Regions from separate parts of the Sus scrofa genome. Here regions 2, 3 and 4 are each linked to region 1. Evidence: chromatin contacts called from public Hi-C and HiChIP or PLAC-seq data. All regions are on one chromosome and are shown on one strand. The core of a region is the stretch at or near the end of the contact, and the rest is flanking DNA. Distances in the headings are between cores, read along the strand shown.

Evidence for each region. A called contact is a pair of places that touch in the nucleus more often than the background predicts. HiChIP or PLAC-seq counts read pairs in DNA pulled down with a chosen protein or histone mark.
Region 2: an H3K27ac HiChIP or PLAC-seq map of alveolar macrophages shows a contact between it and region 1. The contact joins two enhancer-like sites. A contact is called at or near these places in 17 of 47 Hi-C or Micro-C datasets (alveolar macrophages, brain, embryonic fibroblasts and 11 more) and 2 of 2 datasets of contacts at active chromatin or transcription factors (alveolar macrophages and skeletal muscle).
Region 3: a contact with region 1 is called in an H3K27ac HiChIP or PLAC-seq map of alveolar macrophages. The contact joins two enhancer-like sites. A contact is called at or near these places in 10 of 47 Hi-C or Micro-C datasets (adipocytes, alveolar macrophages, embryonic fibroblasts and 6 more) and 2 of 2 datasets of contacts at active chromatin or transcription factors (alveolar macrophages and skeletal muscle).
Region 4: a Hi-C map of liver shows a contact between it and region 1, with 4 times the contacts expected there. The contact joins two enhancer-like sites. A contact is called at or near these places in 14 of 47 Hi-C or Micro-C datasets (adipocytes, embryonic fibroblasts, epiblast stem cells and 7 more) and 2 of 2 datasets of contacts at active chromatin or transcription factors (alveolar macrophages and skeletal muscle).

The regions. Positions count from the first base shown.
Region 1 is chr10:27,158,082-27,162,724 of Sscrofa11.1, forward strand. It overlaps C10H9orf3 (aminopeptidase O), which reads right to left. Exons shown (of 19, transcript XR_002336299.1): 13 at 2,488-2,550; 14 at 2,013-2,087. Among named protein-coding and RNA genes, the nearest start is that of MIR23B, 80 kb to the left of the region's middle. Within about 2 kb of position 2,795, at least 57 of the 83 cell types and tissues checked have an H3K27ac peak or open chromatin away from gene starts, as enhancers often do. A contact at or near this core is called in alveolar macrophages, fetal skeletal muscle, liver and 4 more, where this site is marked.
Region 2 is chr10:27,395,841-27,400,483 of Sscrofa11.1, forward strand. The region is part of intron 3 of C10H9orf3 (aminopeptidase O); the gene reads right to left. Among named protein-coding and RNA genes, the nearest start is that of C10H9orf3, 74 kb to the right of the region's middle. Within about 2 kb of position 2,586, at least 33 of the 83 cell types and tissues checked have an H3K27ac peak or open chromatin away from gene starts, as enhancers often do. A contact at or near this core is called in alveolar macrophages, fetal skeletal muscle, omental adipose tissue and 3 more, where this site is marked.
Region 3 is chr10:27,315,160-27,319,802 of Sscrofa11.1, forward strand. All of the region lies in intron 5 of C10H9orf3 (aminopeptidase O), which reads right to left. Among named protein-coding and RNA genes, the nearest start is that of C10H9orf3, 150 kb to the right of the region's middle. Within about 2 kb of position 2,107, at least 36 of the 83 cell types and tissues checked have an H3K27ac peak or open chromatin away from gene starts, as enhancers often do. A contact at or near this core is called in alveolar macrophages, omental adipose tissue and skeletal muscle, where this site is marked.
Region 4 is chr10:27,295,156-27,299,798 of Sscrofa11.1, forward strand. All of the region lies in intron 5 of C10H9orf3 (aminopeptidase O), which reads right to left. Among named protein-coding and RNA genes, the nearest start is that of C10H9orf3, 170 kb to the right of the region's middle. Within about 2 kb of position 2,171, at least 11 of the 83 cell types and tissues checked have an H3K27ac peak or open chromatin away from gene starts, as enhancers often do. A contact at or near this core is called in alveolar macrophages and liver, where this site is marked.

The DNA.
Region 1 (4,643 bases), core at 1,545-4,044:
AAGAGACATGCCACTCGGGCAGAGGACACACCTCAGCTACCAGCTGCCTGACAGCTTCTGTGCTTTCAGAACTTGTTCTAATGCCCTTGGCCGCTGATCACACCCCCTTTCTCCCTGCTCTTGAAAACGGGGTCGCATGTTTTGCCTCAGTGAGCGCCAACCCCTCTCCTAGGCATGGCAGACGCCACACGGGTGGGGGGGGGTGGGCTCAGCTGCTGGGCAGAAGCAGGAGGAGAGATTGGAGACACTGATAATTAACACTCTGGGACAATTTTGAAATGCCCCATCTTTTTGCCCTCCCCGCCTCCACGCTAGTGAGCTTTAAGCTTCATCCCCCGATGCTGTTCTCAACCTACTTCGTTTTCATGGCCTCTCTAAAACTACTGCTGCCAGTTTCGGAGGAAATTTAAAAGTGCATCCTCACCGTAAAGCTCTAACACAACAGCCTCTCTCAAGGACAAAAGGCTCAGTGAAGAACTCCAGTTTTCCTAGAAGGCAAAATCCTCAGTCCATACCTACCCTTCTCCGTCTCAGGAGGCCCTGGTCAGGGCGTGGGTGTCACAGACATGCTTACTTCAAGTTCTGGTAGTGATGGTACCTGGTAATCCACAAAGACAAGGACTTCCCCTTCTTTTAGGCATGATACGTGGTATGCTTGGGTCATCTTATTTTTTTGCATTAAAAAAATAACGGCTCAGAAAAAAAAATTTTAAATACTAAACAAGCTGTGATTCTTTTTCCTTTTTCAGATATTTTCTGGTCTCATCTATCACCTCGCAAACATTTTTAAAAACACCTAGACCATGAAAGTTAAACAAATACAACCTACCACAGCACGCTGAGATACGGTCGGGAACACTCGAGCCCGTTCAGAATGACAACTTTTTCTATTACTGTTTAACCGGAGTGACATGTAGGACTCTTTGTTTAAAAAGGGAAAGGCTTTTCACACATTGGATGTCTCCTTACAAATGACGAGCCACCTAGGCCATTACTTTTTCCCATTCTCTCAGAAGCTGCCCTTGGTATCCTTAAACGCACTCTGAAACTGTGGTATCACCTTCGTTAGGATGTGCTTTGTGCACATTCTCAGACGCTGCAATGCCCATACTAAGGCAACACATCCCAGAAGTTGGCAGCAATGCTATCAGCAAGAATTTGGCTTCAGAATCAGAAGTGATTCATCATACGTTCTAGCAGCAGAAAAACAACACACCGCTATTTTAATCCCTTGGTGCTTTCAAGAGGCGAAAAACAGTAAAATGATTAAATCACGAGCCACAAAAATCAGACCTGCTGTAACATTTGTAAAAACGTTATTCATTTTTAAGAGTTTCCAACGGATCACTCAGGAAACAACAGACTACTTACCTTATTTCCTAATATTTATGACAATGACAAATCAAGTTTTAACTTAATACCATTTCAGGAGACAAGGGGTGGTCCAAACTTCTGCAAAGCAGCATACTGAAATTCTAAATTTAGAAAAGCAAATTTCTCATTTGCTTTAGTATATAAAATCCCTCCCAGTGTTTCAAAAGTAATATACTTCTTTGGCCTTCCCTCTCCACTTATGAGATGACTCTAAAAGTCTAAATGAATGAGTGAGGTATTGTGTATATTACAACCCAACAGAGAAACCTGATACTGTGGGCGATTTCTTCAGAACACCCCCTCTCTGAGATATATATATAATTCCACAAATACTACTGGTCTAATATAATAATGAAACTCACTTATACTCTAATGCTCTATTTAATGAGCATGAAAGAAATCTCCATTCCGGATCATTCTCACTTCCTGAGTACATAGTGTGTTGATAATCGCTAGGATTAGCAACCAGTATGTCTATAGAACTATCCACGTAAATCTAAGGCTTACTGTAAATTTAACTAAAATTTGAAAAAAAGGCGGCGGGGGGGGGTGGAATTCTATTGTTGTAACCAAGTGCTCTGGGGCAGGCGGGGAGAGTGATCAAGAACTCCATCCTGTGCTCTTTGGGGAGCCCCTACCTTTGCAAACACTTCTTCGGTCTCCCTTCGTTTCCGTTTTCGGGGTCTCCGGTTCACTCGAACCCATTTCTCGACCTGAAGTTCGAAAACCATAGGGCATTTTAAATGCAGGACGGGTCCTGAGAGCCGCCCCTTAGCGTGAGAAAGAAACGATCGACGGCCTCGCGACGCAGCCGTCCTCCGCTTCACCTGGGGAGGCTGCAGGCACCTTTCGGGGCTCCCGAGGCCGCCTCCGCGCAGAGGGCCCTCGGTCTGCGGGGAGCCCAGGCCGTGACCTTCGCCCCGGCCGCTCCCGCAGTCACGGGCCCGCTTGGCCGCCCCCGCGCCGGTGCGCGCCAGAGCCCCGGAACAAGGGCCATCTTACCCACCAATGTCGCGCGTCGCCGCCAACCGAGGGCTCCGCGACAGGGATGCAATGCGGGACCCACTGCCCCGGGAGGGAGGAGAGCGCCGGGACCACGCCGCCCGCACTCACCTCTGCGCTCACTTGCCGAGCGAGCCCGCACTCCTCCCCGGCCTGGCGCTCCCTCTGCAGCGGCTGCGGGGGAAGGGGACAGAGTCAAGTTTACCCCGGGAGCCGCCCCAGCCTCCCTCCCCAGTGCCCCACCAACTCGGCGCGCCGCCCCCGTACCTCGCCCGCGGGAGGTGAGGGTGGGAGCCGGGCGCTGGAGTCCGCGCCCAGGGCCGTCCGCCCGGCCCGCCCGGCGGAGAGCGGCGGGCGCTCGAGGCCCGCAACACCTAAGGCGCAGCGCGGGCGGCGGGCGGCGCGGGGCCGGGGCGGCGGCGCGGGCGGCGGGCGGGCGCTGGGGCGGGGGCGGGGCCTGCCTTAAAGGTATAGGCGGCCGCACCGCCCTCCCGGCAGGTCGCCTCCGCCCCCGCCCCCGCCGGCGCGCCGGCTCTTTTATTGTTCTCCTTGCAAACATCTTTTTTCTTCTCCCCGCGTCCGGCCAGCGCCCGCGCTCCTGCGCCCTCCCACGCGCGGACCGACCCCGGGCGCGCACGCTTACCTTTCCACCCCCAACCCCTGCGGGCTGCTCGGGTGTCCGCGAAAAGGTTTCTTGGCCGCGGTGGGAGTAAAAGTGCTGTCCGCTGGCAGGAAAAAGGGCTGAGCGGGAGAAGCGCCCGCACCCCTGCGGCCAACCTGAACTCTCTCTTCGGGTCAGAAACCTAAGTGTCCAGATGGCCATCACGCAGGGAAAGGAACTTTCCTAATGGAGTTTTCTCCGGGAATGGATCAGACGCCATTAAGTACACGTTTTTCAATGGCCCCTCCGGCCTCCGGGGCGGTGGCAGGTGACCTCCCCGCGGAGAAGCTCGGAGCGCGTAAAAGGCAAACGCCGAGCTCCTTCAGCGAGTCTCGGGAGCTAATGCGCTCTGGCTAAGCGCTGCTGGCGCCGCTCTCGTCCATTCGGTGGACCCCCCCAAGCCGCTTGTAGAATTTAAAAAGGAGACAATGTCTTCCTAAATAGAGGGGAAAGTTTCCACTCAGTTTATAAAAGTGTGCGATACCCTCAATTTTTTCCGCGACCCCCAAAAGACTTTCCTTCTTCATCAGAAGTTGGCTGAACCAGCCTGGGGGGTGAGTGCTTGGGGAGAAGAGTCGGGTCGCACTCGTGTTTGCTGATCTTGACCATTCCTTTAACTTTATCGCATTTCTTTAAAGAAAATCTGTCTTGCCCTCTCTTTATTGCTACTTCATCCTTCTTTCAAGATCAAAAGCTTCAGATCAAAGCCAAGATCAAACTCACTACTTTAAATAGAAGCAACTTTGCCGTGGAGTATTTTACACAAAGGGGAGTTTCTTAATAGAGACATCAGAGTGAAGAACTTTATTTTATCCCTTCATCCCATATTCATAACTGGACTACTTAAAATTATACTGATGATGCACTTCTATTTCCTAAAACAAACAAAAGGGCTACTTAAATGGGAGATTTCTGACTTTGTTTCTCCCAGACTACCAAAAAACCTATGGAGAGTTAAATCAGCGTATTAACCATTATTAGCTAAGTGCTATGAATTGCATGCTCATTTGCTAAAGATTTTTCAAAGTGTTATGGAGTCTTTCTATACATAACGTACAAACCATCACATACAATTTTTCTACTGTAAGAGAAATGCCTAAAAATGGATAATGGCTTGCAAGTCTCAAATGCGAATACGTACAGGCAGGTAAAAGTTACAAATGATGGATTATGGAATCACCAAGCTTTTTATCATTTTTAAATGGAAATAAAACTTTGAACTATTTAAGCTTCCATGCTACTAATAACAGTTCCAGAAGCAATAGAAATCTTATCACTGAATGACATTTCCCTTTACCCAACTAGAAATTTTTTCCTTGGAAATTCACTATCCCTAAGAACCTGATACAAACAGTTCAATGTTGATGTACAGTGTCTAAATGGACCTTTCCTAAGTGTCGTCGTTGTTGATTAAGCCACAATTGAAAAGCGTGTAGTCTTAGAAGGAACAAAAACCAATCCAACAATTCAGCGGCAAGAAGAAAGACAACTATTGCTAATTAAACCTCAAACAGAGTACTATGAAGATCTGCTGTTACAGCTGGGTAGTTAGTACTTAAAGGCTTTCCCCCCTTATAATTTTCTTCTGGTTGTGGTCTCAAATACA
Region 2 (4,643 bases), core at 1,336-3,835, 240 kb after region 1:
GGATTATGTGAGGACTAAGTTAGATAACATATAGAAATAACATATAGAAATCACCATGCATACTAACTGGCACATAGTAAGTGCTGAAGAAATGTTAACTGCTGTCATCTTTACAGCTGCCTCCCCTGGTTGCTTAGGCTGACTTTCTGAAGGCAGAGGCCAAGACTGTCGAAGGTATGGCTGCCACATGTGCACTGAAGCCCGTGGCCTTATGAGGCCAAATATGGGGTTTAAGGTTGAATGGCACTAAAACTCTGTGCACAAAGCGATCCATTTAAAGGAGAATGACAGCCCAAAGGGGGCATCCTGTATGACTTCATATAGAAATGGGCCATTTGGAGACTATTTAAATGGTGTTTACTTTAAATGAGCCATCCTCGATAAAACAGACAGTGAATGCCTTCGTTTTCCTTTTTGATTCAATCCACTTGCCCCTAGACTCCCTCACTACACCAGCTGCAAAACAAAGAGAACAAGCTGTACTTGAATTAACCCAAGAGTTTTTCCTCTGCAGAGGCCAGAAGCCCATCACACCACTGGATGATTTCACGGCCAGGCCGGGATTCATTAGCAGCACACACAGGGAGGGGGGTGGGAGGAAGGGGCCCAGAGGAAGTGGCGCTCCCTAACTGTGCAGGCTTGAGCAGCCACCCAGCTCGCCTCCCTCCTGGGCCTCCTCAAAAGGTTCTCAAAAAGCCTCTCCACCACCTTCTCAAACTGGAAATTATTTAGGGGAGAAAATTCTTTGACTTCAATTGTTTCACTAATAAGATAGATGCATCAGATGTTGGTCTTGTCATTGTGCTAGCAGCTGCTACAAGATCCAAATAGACATTTTCATCTCCCAAACAGGACTGAAATTTTCCTTAAAGATGACTGTGTTTTTTGTAGGTATGATAAGGATTTGAAATGGGTAATTTTTCAAATTAGAAGTTTTGAAAATACTTATAATGAGAGAGTGTTAAAACAATTACCTTAATTCTTCATATACTATTCTAAAAAATTGTCCTATGAATGGTGTTGAAGATTCTCTTTTAAGGTAGGAAAAGTGGAAAGGAAAAAAGGAAGAATGTGATGGAGTATTTGTTCATGGGAGGAGAGAGACCTTTTTATTCTAAACCTGTGAAAAACTTGGCTAGTTATTTGTTTAGAAAATCATTTTTACAAAAAGAAAAAAAATAAGTGCAAAAAATCAAGATGCTGTAGTTCTTTCTACCTATCAATCATGCCTACTACTAGTAAGTTCAATACAAAACTTATGGAATATCATTGTCCTATTCTTAGAGAAGTCGGATAAACTCACTCCAAACACACCAAAGGCACAGCCATACCATTCACAAACACCCTGCTTCCACAGGGGCAAAAGCAGATTTATCTTTGCCGAGTTAAGCATCTTCCGGAATTTCTCATTTTTAAAGGGTTAGAGTTTCACTGAAAATTAAAGCAGGCATTTAAATTCTTCTTTCAAAAGCATCCACTTCATCTTTTAAACTTTTCTACTGTAGCTTAGACAAACAAGATGCAGCTTTTGGAAACATCAAATTGATACATGCTTTCATTTATGTATCATATTTCTTCACTCAGTTCTTCTGAGGCACCTGCTTCTTTCCTACCTCAAGCTTTTTTCTTTCTCTAGTAGCTATTCTCTCTCTTTTTTTCTTTTTTTTTTTTTTTTTTTTTTGTCTTTTGCCTTTTTCAGGGCCACACCCATGGCAATATGGAGGTTTCCAGGCTAGGGGTCCAATCGGAACTTTAGCTGCCGGCCTATGCCAGAGCCACAGCAACGCCAGATCTAAGCCGTGTCTGCAATCTACACCACAGCTCATGGCAACGCTGGATCCTTAACCCACTGAGCAAGGTCAGGGATCAAACCTACAACCCCATGGTTCCTAGTTGGATTCGTTTCTACTGTGCCACGATGGGAACTCCTCTAGTAGCTATTCTTAATTTCAGAACTTCTTGCCCAAACTATGTCAAGCTATTTCATTATTTTGGAACACCTCTGTATTACAAATTTTAAATGCTTGATGATATGTATAGGAACACGCATATATATGAATATGAATTTATAAGTGTATATACTATATATTTAATGTAATAAATATAATAGATATATAATTATAAATATAATAGATATGTAACAATAATAAATATAATAGATACATAACAATAATAAATACAGTAGACATATACAACATAGGTGAAGCTCCCAGTTTTGTTGCTCTTCCTCTCTTGGCTTCTTTCTCTAGTTTTTGGGTCTCTCTGCAAACCCCGACTTTTTTTCCTCTCACTACGTTTTAGATGCTGTATCTACGCGTTCTGGTTTTATGAGCTAGTGCCACCCTCCAGAATACTCATGGTGTGACTGTCTTTCCTTAGCTCTTTTCCGCTGTTGCTCAAGGGCGGGAACTGGCATCAGAACAAAGGAGACAGTAAGACGCCCTGGGCTGGTATGCACCAACACTGCCTGACCAGGGCCATGTGCCAGATCATGCCATGGCTTCTCAGGCTCTGATGCCACTGGGCAAGGCTTCAGGTTTCCTTCCCGGTAACATGGAACCGCCTACGGCACGGACTGGAGAGAATGACCTTCAAGATCACACTAGTGAACCAGGTAGAAGAGCGCCACCTACTGAACCCAGAACACAAGCACCTCCACAGGTTTTGAGGTTTTTGTCCCTGGTGGCTAATACATAAAGGAATACCTTTCACCAGATTGGCTACCCCAAGTCTCACCTGCATTCTGACCGCAATTAAATCCTAGGATAAACTAGTTCTCCTTAAACTTAAAATACGAAATGGATCGGCACACTGGACAACAAATCATTCTGTGCCAGACGGTCATAAGCATGCTTTAGGACTTCACTTCCTTGAGAAAAATCATGAATGTCAAGCTTAAGACAAAAAACCCATAGCAACAAGAATTGGTATACACATGCCTGCCAGAATCATCCTAATCCAAAAGAGATCGTGATGACTTCCCCGTATGCCAAATATGGTAAGTGCAACGCTAGAATGACAAGCAAGAACTAGTCAAAAGCAAGTTGCGAACAAAAGAATGAACTGACAAAGATTTAGAAAGTGCAGGGCATTATGTGAGACCTTACGAAGGATGTAGCAGAGCAGAGTACTGTCCTCCATCACCAGGGGTTTTCTAATCTAAAGAGAAAAGATGTACTCACTTCTGTACTCCTACCCCTGGAAACACATGTGTGTGTGTGTGTGTGTGTGTGTGTGTGTGTGTGTGTGTGTATTAGCCTGGAATAAAGTTTCCTCGGTTGGAGAAATAAGGAGCTCTCCCTACTTCGCATTCTCTCTTTGTGTAAACAATCATGACCAGTCCTACACGTCTTTTAATTTACCAGGTCCTTACACGTCATTCCTGGTTGCTTGCTGTGGGAGCAGGCTAAATAGTACTGCTTATTTGGAGCCATCAAGAGAGAAGAAAAGTTGGCTTTCAGTGGCACACCAGAGGGTCCAGACCCTGAAATCTTGGCTTTTCTCTAGACTTTCCATACAAAATCAAGACAGAATGTCAGGGAGCTGGTCTATTGGACAGGCTGGAGAGCAGCATTTTGCCCGGGATGAAGTAATGTCTACAGTCTCTTACTTTTGCATAGAAAAACAAAATCAGATCCTAAGCGAGGGCACATACAGCTTTTAACACCTTTCATTTGTTCATATGCTTCTTCTCCAACATTTGGAAGGAGCTTAAATTAGCCAGTCTTATTCATTCACTTGAAGCTTCCTAGGAAAAATATAAGCGGAATGTTCTAATTTTCTAGGAATTAGACTCTAAATTAGACCCTGAAAAAATAAAACAAAATTCAACAACAACAAATTACCAAATGGTGGAACAGGAATGTACTACATCGATTTTTTTTTTCCTTTTAAAAGATACTGAGTTTGGAGAAAAGGCATAAACTCTAATCAGAAGCAAAACTAAAGGAAAGACCCTGAAATCACTTTTGTTACTATCAGTGGTGATCTTAAATGCTTCTTCCATGAATATATTACTTCTGTCTGATTACAGAGAACACATTCATTCAACAAGTAAGTACTGAACACCTATTCTATACGAAACACTGTACTGGGCATTGGGTCTCTGGGCGTAATAGTTTAGCTATATTTTGGCAGGGAATACAGGCTGACAACAAGAGTCAGGCTAACATTTCTGTCTGCCCAAATGACATGATGGTGAGAAAGTTCAATAATAAAGGATAAAGGAGCCAAATAAGTCAATCTAAATCGGTTTTTTTTTTTTTTTTTTTTTTTTTTGCATTTTAGGGGCGTCCATGTGGCGTATGGAAGTTCCCAGGCTAGGAGTCGAATTGGAGCTGCAGCTGCCGGCCTACACCACAGCAACATGGGATCCAAGCCACATCTGTGACCTACACCACAGTAACACGGGATCCAAGCCACATCTGTGACCTACACCACAGCTCATGGAAACCCTGGATCCTTAACCTACTCAGCAAGACCAGGGATGGAACCCCCCCATCCTTATGGTTCCTAGTTGGATTCATTTCTGCTGAGCCACGACGGGAAGTCCGCCCAATCTAAATCTTGACTTAGCCTTGTTGAGAAAAAGGATAGAGGCTTCTCAGCTACTCAGATTTTATGATGGTCATCACACTACAGTC
Region 3 (4,643 bases), core at 857-3,356, 160 kb after region 1:
GCCTCCCTTGCAGCTAGGTGTACTAGGTGTAAACTAATAAAATGTAAACAAAAACATTCAACAGCAGCTTTTGGGAAAGCTCCTTGCATGACGGCTAGTGTGAGGGGCTCCTTTGCCCCTTCTTCTTCCTCCCTCTCTCCTTCTTGCTGCCTAGAATGTGCATGTAGAGGCTGGAGCTCAACAGCCACCATGGACTATGGGTTGGTTTTGGGAGTCTAAGAGCTGACCTTGAGAATGAAAATCAGTAGAGCAGCAAGAGAGAAGGCTGGGTTCCTGCCCTGTGAGTTCCTCTCCACCCTGGACTTTTTTTTTTTTTTTTTTCTTCAATGGAGAAAGAAATAAAATTTATGTTTATTAAGTCAGTATTATTTTGAGTTTTCTGTCACATGTAGCCAAATCAAATAGTGATACGATCTGGAAAGTAATTTGACAAATAGGCACAGGTAGACTTTACAAAAGTATGCCTTTTCGAAATCTATTATTTGATAAACATACTGAGAACTCTTTCCAGTGAGTAGGCAGGAACAGTCACCCCTCGGTATCCATGGGCAACTGGTTCCAGGATGCTTGCCAATTCCAAAATCCAGGGTGCGCAGGTCTCTTATTTCTGTAAAATGGTGTAGTATGGCTGGCTCCCCTTATCCGCAAATACAGATGGCCGACTGTATTTATGAGCACATATTTTGTCTTCAGAATTAAACCCGCTACTCTAAGAGAATATAAAGAAATGCAAGACCAGGCTTTTATCCTTAAGACGTTAATTAAGCTCGCCAATGGAAAAGAACACGCAAGAACTGCAAAGCCCCCTTGCCCCCACTGACACGCCACCCCGAGGGAAGAGCGCACAGCGGCAAAGAACACGGAGGGAAAGCGAGGAAGTGAGACGGCAATTACGGAAGGAATTGGGAAACCAGCGGGCCAATGAGGACGAGGGTTCTCGGGGAAAGTTCCGGGGAGGAGCTGGCCCTTGAGGGGAGCCGTGTAGGAGGGGGCGGGACCTGCAGGGTCTTTGGAAACCAGGCTGGGTGTCCCCAGGGTGGGGAGCAACAGCAGGGAGACCCTTGTTTCAGTAATGAGCACAGCATGTTCAAGGAGATGGGAAGGAGGTCAACCAGATGTGTGGCCTCAGGAAACAGAGCCCTCCCTTGGCTCAGAATGTGGTCTCTCAGCCTTGAAGCGGGTCCTCGTAAAGGATGGCTTACCTCACCGTGCACCTCATCTTCAGGACATGAACCTCTGCTCCATGTTCTCCCTGGCTTGCATATAACACACCCCTCATGTGGCTTATGACTCTCCGAGGCTTCCTCGGGAGGCCCTCGGCCCAAGGCTTTTTCTTTAGAGACCCCGCTCAGGCCTCGACCCAGTAGCGACTTCTAGAGAAATCCCTACTGTGCAATAGGCACATAGGAAGCCTTGCTTCCATCCTCTGATGAGGCGTTTCAAATGGAGCTCTTAGGTGGAGGTAGCGTGATCTGCCTGCTCTGAAACAACACCAAAGCCATAGACTGACCAGTCATCGCTTCCGAAGAAGAGGCCAGGGAATTCGATTACTCACGAACTAACCACAATCACAGGATGAAGCAGCAGCTTTGCTAATAAGCTCCCTTTCAGCGGCTCCTCATAAACAAAACCATTGTTCGTGTTTTTTTGTTTTTTTTTTTTTTTAAATCAACCAACACCTCTGAGGAAAATGAAAGACATGGGCACAGCCTTCAACTGCGGAGCCTGTTTCGGGAGGGTAGGAAGTGTTATCACCACGGGGGAGCCCAGAGGAGGTGGATACATTAAAAGGATCCCTATGGAATCAAGGCCCAGCCGGTTTACTCGTGACTAAGGAGGCGGGGACGGGGGAGAGGGCCCCAAGTGTGACAAATGAAAGTGTTTTTCTACTGGCAGGTTGGGAGGAGAGAATAATCACTCCGGGGTCTGGTCTAAGGCAAATCAAACCAAACTTGACCCCTTTTCCAAAACGGGGCCCCCAACGGCTCCCAGGAATCGTCGCTGGCAGCCTGGTGGCGCAGGAAAGCAAGGACCAGCTGGGGGGGAGGCCTGAGTGCTGCTTCGGCTGTGCTGCCTGGATGCTGTGGTTGACCTTGGTATCTTTCTCCATAAACGAAGGGGGTCTGTCCCGAGACCCACACTGACTCCGACAGTGACTCTCTGCGGACGACAGGGGAGGGCACGGGAGAGAAGGAGATCCGATTGTCTCCCCTCCTCTGCTTGTCTGCCCAGCACCATCTCTCCATGGGCCCTGCGTCACATGAGTTCACCGGTTCAGAGACGGCCAGCCTCGGCCGAGCTCTCCTCCGAGGCTCGGCAAATTTCATGCTTCTTTGGTGACAGCAGCAGCTGCTGCTCCCCTCAAACCACATCCTTCCCCTTCGTCACGAGGCCTCCTCGCGAGCCACAGTTTGCCTTGGCCGGAGCTCCCTCTGCGTCAGCTTCCCCCAGAAACTGCCACCCATGTGCAGGAGTTCTAGTTCATCGACCTCTGTGAAGCCCATCCAGCTGGCCAGAGCGGGATACCAGGTGGTCAGGACCAAAGAATTCCACGGCACTGCAGACATATTAAAGCTGAAAGGGAGCACAGAACAATCCAGTCCCACCGCCTCCAATTTATACCTGGGGACACCGAGGCCCAGAGAGAGCTTTGTTTACTGCAAGGGGGCCTGGTCACATCGAGAACCTAAGCCTCCTGACTCAAAGGCCAGTTATGGTTTTGAAATGACCGCCTGAAAAAGAAGCTCCTCGTTATGGTGTGCTCGGTGCCAGGCACGGCACCAAGTGGCATTTTCTTCTTCTTCTTCTTTTTTTTTTTTTTTTTAAGGGCAGCACCCTCAGCATATGGAGGTTCCTAGGCCAGGGGTCAAATCAGAGCAACAGCTTTTGTCCAATGCCACAGCGACAGCAATGCAAGATCAGGGCCATGTCTATGACCTACACCACAGCTCATGGCAATGCCAGATTCCTGACCCAGTGCGTGAGGCCAGTGATAGAACCCACATCCTCATGGATACTAGTTGGATTCGTTTCCGCTGAGCCACAGCCAGAACACCCCCAAGTGACATCTTAAAGGTCAACATACACAAACCAGACCCAGGGTCTTTTTTCCAAATGTGCTCCTCCTGGCCTCCCACCTTCCTCAGTGGCACCCCCACCCATCCCGCTGCGTAGGCCAGGAACTTGGGAGTCAGCCTTGACACCTCCCTCTTCCTCACAACTCCCCCACAGGAAACTTGCAAGCTCTGTCATTTCTCTAGAGCATTTTCTCCACAATCACTATTTCCACCCTGGTTGAAGCCTCTTGCCTGGACTGCGGCCAAACCTGTGATCTCGCCATCCCACTGCCACCACGCCTGTCCCTGTCAGTCCATTCTCCAACCAGAGGCCAGAATAATTCTGTAAAAACACAAACCAGATCGTGTCACGCCCACCCCATTCCTACCCCGCCACTGAGTTAAACCCACCGTTTTCCTGATACACTGAGCATGAAGCTCAGGTTCCTGTGAGGCCCTGACTACTCTGACCTCTGATGGCATCTCCAGTCTTGTCACACCCCCAATCTCCCCACAGCTTCTGACGTCTAACACATCTTTCGGGATCCTCCGAAGTTCCAAGTTCTTTCCAGCCACAGCCTGTCCCTCTGCCTGAAATGCTTTCCTTTCTATTCCTAGCCCGGCTCACTTCTCACTGTCCTTCAGATCTCGGCTTAAACATTACTTCCTCAGATGGCCCTTCCCTAAGACCTTGTCAGGAGCCACTTCTTCTGCATGGCACTTGCCAATTTGTGGTATTACATTTTTGAGAGCGTTTAATAGCCATTTCCCCAACACAACTATAAACCTCAGGGGGACGGGGATCATATCTATTTGTTCATTATTGTAGCCAAAGAATTTAGTGGCAGGCACATGGGAGGTCCTAAGTAAACATGTGCTGAATGAATACATTCATGCTCTTAACCCTCATCAGATTATGTCAGGAGGGAAAGAAGACACAGGGGATATGGACGATGCATGAGCCCCGATCTTCATTGATTCGTTCTTCGGAACCAGTGAAGTCTGTGATAGGCTCAAAAATGCTCCTCCCCCAAAGATATCTACATCCTAATTCCTGAAACCTGTGAATGTTACCTCATACTGCAAAAAATAAATATGGAAGAAAGGGAGAAGGTCTTTCGAGAAGTGATTAAGTTAAGAATCTTGAAGTGGGGAGATTTCCCTGGATTATCCAAACAGTCTCTAAATGCAATCACACCTGTCCTAAAAGAGAGAGGCAGAGGGAGACTGACCCAGAGAGGAAACGGGGATACGAGAGCAGAACAGAGAGGCATTAGAAGATGCTGGCCTTGAAGACTGGAGTGATGTGGCCACAAACAGAAGCTGGAAGAGGCAAGGGACAGCTTCTCTCCTACAGCCTAGGGAGGGAGTGTGACCCTGCCAACACCTTGATTTCAGCCCAGTCACTCTGATGTCAGACTTCTGGCTTCCAGAACACTAAGATCAATTTCCATTGTTCTAAGCCAGTGAGTTTGTGGTACTCTGTTATAGCACATACAGAAACTAAGGCAGAGTCCATCACATTGTTCTGCTACAACGATAGCAACAGTTTATATCTGGAGAAGTTTTGCTTCCTCCCTGTGCCCC
Region 4 (4,643 bases), core at 921-3,420, 140 kb after region 1:
ATGTAAAACTCAAAATTAAAAATTAAATAATTCAATTAGAAAATTGGGCAAAAGACATGCAGACATTTCATTGAAGAGGATATACGGATGGCAAACGAGCACATGAAAAGATATCACTAAGCATTAGAAAAATGCAAATTTGGAGTTCGCATCATGGCTTAGCTGTAACTAGCCCAACTAGTATCCATGCGGATGCAGGTTCGATCCCTGGCCTTGCTCAGTGGGCTGAGGATCTGGTGTTGCCCTGGGCTGTGGTGTAGGTTGCAGATGCAGCAGGCATCCTGTGCTGCTGTGGCTGTGGCGTAGGCTAGCAGCTGCAGCTCTGATTGGACCCCTAGCCTGGGATCTTCCATATGCCGTGGGTGTGCCCCTAAAAAGCAAAAAAAAAAAAAAAAAAAGCAACTTAAAACCACAATGCAATGTCATTACATAACTATATGATTGGCTAAAGGAAAAAACAGTAATGTCACTAAATGCTGGAGACCGTGTGGGAAAACTAGACCACTTATATATTGCTGGCAGGAATGTAAAATGATACAGCTTCTCTGGCAAATAGTCTGGCAGTTCCTTTTAAAACTAAAAATAAACTTTATGATCTAGCAATTGTACTGCCTTATACATTTATCCAGAGACATGAAAACGTATTTTCATACAGAAACTTGACATGAATGTTCACAGCCTTTATTGGCAATAGCCAAATAGAGGAAACTATTCAAATGTCTTTCAGTGGTAAATGATTAAACAAACTGTGGTACATCCATATTATGGAATTCTACTCAGACATAAAAAGGAACAGATTTTTGATACACACAACAACTTGGATGAACCTCAAGGAAAAAAAAAAAAAACCCTAATTTCAAAATGATACATATGTAACATAATTTTATGTAACATTTGTGAAATAACATAATTATAAAAAAAGAGAGCATATTTTTGGGGGCCAGAGGATAAGCATAGGGGAAGGGGTGGGTATAGCTGAAAATGGGGTAGTATGAGTGGGCCCTGTGGTGATGGTTTCCTCAACTATCTTAGTTGTGATGGTGGTTACATGTGGTGGTGGTTACCATGATACACAGTGATGAGACTGCATAGAGGTGTAGAGTTACACACACACACACACACACACTCACACACACTCACACACACACACACACAAATGAATGCATGCATAACTGGTGAAATTTGAATAAACTCTGTGGATTGTACCAATATCAACTTCCTGGTTCTGACATTCTACTATTGTTATACAAGATGTTAACACTGGGGGAGGCTAGGTGACAGGTACATAGGACCTCCCTGTATGTTTCCTTGCAACTTCCTGGACTTTGTAATTATTTTGAAACAATATAAAAAGTAAACACAAACAATACATGCATGGCCTCAATTTATTCTATGATGGATTAACATTATATGAGAACTATGGCTGGACCTAGAAATTATCATGTTAAGTGAAGTTAGTCACACAATGAGACACCAACATCATGTGCTATCACTTATATGTGGAATCTAAAAAAAGAATACAATGAAATTTATGTGCAGAACAGAAACAGACTCACAGACCTTGAAAAACTTACGGCTAACAAAGGGGACAGGTTGAGGGGGGAGGGATGGACTGGGGGGTTGGGGTGGAAATGTTCTAAAATTAGGTTATAATGATGGTTGCACAAGTATAAATATAATAAAATTCATTAAATAAAAATAAAAGTACACACATACAACACATGCATGGTATCAATTTACTCTATGATGGATTAACATTATATGAGAACTATGGCCAAAAAAGTTTCAAGTCTCATTTTACGGAGAAGGGAATAAAATTCTAGTTGGTTGACACATCACCTCAGCTGTTATGGATAGACCTTCTTGCTCATTTTCAATTTTGCTCCTTTCCTTGTCATTAAAAATTAGTTATGTGCTACTATAATTAAAATAATGCTCCTTCTAAGATGTTCTATTAGGAAAAAGAAGAAAGTTTGGTGAGCAGACATAGTTTCAATAGTCAGTTAAAGCAAACAATGGCCTTATAATTATAAATTTTATAGTATGACAGATCCATTCCCAATAAAACCTGCTGCTCATTGCCTAATGAGGGAAACTCCCGGTGTTTACACTGGATTTCTCAATGGGCTTATTTCGCTTAAACATGAACTGCCTAGCTTCTTCCTGTGTGGGCTGAAGTTCAAGAAAAGAGTAAACTTTGCCTTCTTTACTTCAGATGCAGGAACAGTGCCCTGTGCATAGGTCCATCTGCGTGTACTTGCCCTAGGGCAGGAAACACAGGACTGAACTACCTCACTGATTTGGTCATCCAACATAACTTGCAGCAGAAACTCAGGACAATTCAATAGCAATGAGACAGACGTGGTGCAAGCCTTTCTGACACTCTCAGTCTAGTGGGAACCTCTTAATATGTCTAGGATGTTAGGGCCTATATCATTTCATTTGATCTTTAATATGATTTATGAAGTACACAGTATAAGCCTCATCTTACAGGCAAGAGAGGTGAGGCCCAGAAAAATCAAATGACTTCCCCAAGATCATAAAGTGCCAGGACTTCTAACTCAGTCAAATCCAGTGCTTGTTCCTCTGTACCATGGAATTTCACCTGGCGTGGATTTAACTTATGTGAATTAAATCACACCCACTCATAATAAAAGACAAATAATTTAAGTCATACCATGACACAAACACTTGCATATTTCATCACTGACTGTATATTAGTCTATATTACATATTTATACTACTAAACAAATCCACATACACTATATTTTGTGGGTACTTAAGGGGTTTTAAAGATAACTGCAACTATGAGATTTCAGACTTATGAATTTAATTTAATATGTTACATAAACCCTGTGTAAAACTGTCTCCACTGTCCCATAACAATTCAACCATGCTAAGGAACAAAGAACAATCTTACTGCAGGAAATCTGTCTAAATCCCTTCACTAAGAAAATCTTGCATCTAGTTTTTGCTTCTCTTAATTCTAAAAGTAATATATTTATCATGGAGAATTTGAAAAGAAAAAAAACCATTTCTAATTCTGAAATGCAAACCATTGCTTTTGGAATGGATAAGCAATGAGATCCTGCTGTATAACACTGGGAACTATATCTAGTAACTTATGATGGAGCATGATAATGTGAGAACAAAGAACATATACATGTATGTGTAACTGGGTCACCTTGATGTACAGTAGAAAATTGACAGAACACTGTAAACCAGCTGTAAGGGAAAAAAATCATTAAAATAAAAAAAATAATAAATAAAAAAACATTTCTATTCTGGATTTTAAAAATGATCACAAACTTACTTCCTTGAATATATAACATGGACTGGTAGGATAATCTACATCAAGAAAATTAGTAAGGGCTTCATCTCCAAAATATACAAACAACTCATACAACCCAAACAACCCAATTGAAAAATGGGCAGAAGACCAGAATAGACATTTCTCCAAAGAAGACACACAGATGGCCAACAAGCAAATGAAAAAATGCTCAACATCACTAATTATTGGAAAAATGCAAATCAAAACTACAATGGGTACCACCTCACACAGGTCAAAACGGCTATCATTAATAAATCTACAAATAACAAACACTGGAGAGGGTGTGGAGAAAAGGGAACCTTCCTACACTGCTGGTGGGAATGTAAATTGGTACAACCACTGTGGAAAACTGAATGGAGATTACTCAGAAAACTAAATCTAGAACTACCATATGATCCAGCAATCCCACTCCTCCACATAAATCCAGGCAAAACTTTCATTCAAAAATATACATGCACCCCTATGCTCACTGCAGCACTATTCACAATAGCCAAGACATGGAAACAACCTAAATGTCCATCAATAGATGAACAGATTAAGAAGTGCTACGTATATACAATGGAATATTACCCAGCCATAAAAAAGAAAGAAAGAATGTCATCTGCAGCAACATGGATGGAACTAGAGATTCTCATACTGAGTGAAATAAGTCGGAAAGAGAAAGACAAATACAATATGGTATCACATATCTGGAATCTAATATATGGCACAAATGAACCTATCTGCAGAAAAGAAACAAACTCATAGACTTGAAGAATAGACTTGTGGTTGCCAAGGGGGAGGGGCAGGGAGTGGGATGGACTGGGAGTTTGGGACTATTGCATTTGGAGTGGATAAGCAATGAGATCCTGCTGTGTAGCTCAGGGAACTATATCCAATCGCTTGTGATGGAATATGATGGAGGATAATGTGAGAAAAAGAATGTGTGTGTGTGTGTGTATATATATATATTATATATATATATATATATATATATATATATGTAACTGGGTTACCCTTTGCTGTATAGCAGAAATTGACAGAACATTGTAAATCGACTATAATAAAAAATAAAAATTCTAAATGCTTATAGACCACGTGAATATAACAAAATTTTCACCTTTTTCGTATGGCTCAGCTACATAGACATCTTTTCTAAAGCAGTGAAACTGGATTTTTACAAATTCAGTTTGTGGACATCTTCTCAGAAGTGTTTACACATCCATAGCCAAGCACACCTGGCTCTTGGCTATGTTTTATTTGTGTACTTTAAAAAGTGCCAAGAAAATTCCATTGCCCACCACCTGTCCGATGCACATTACTGCAACCCCTC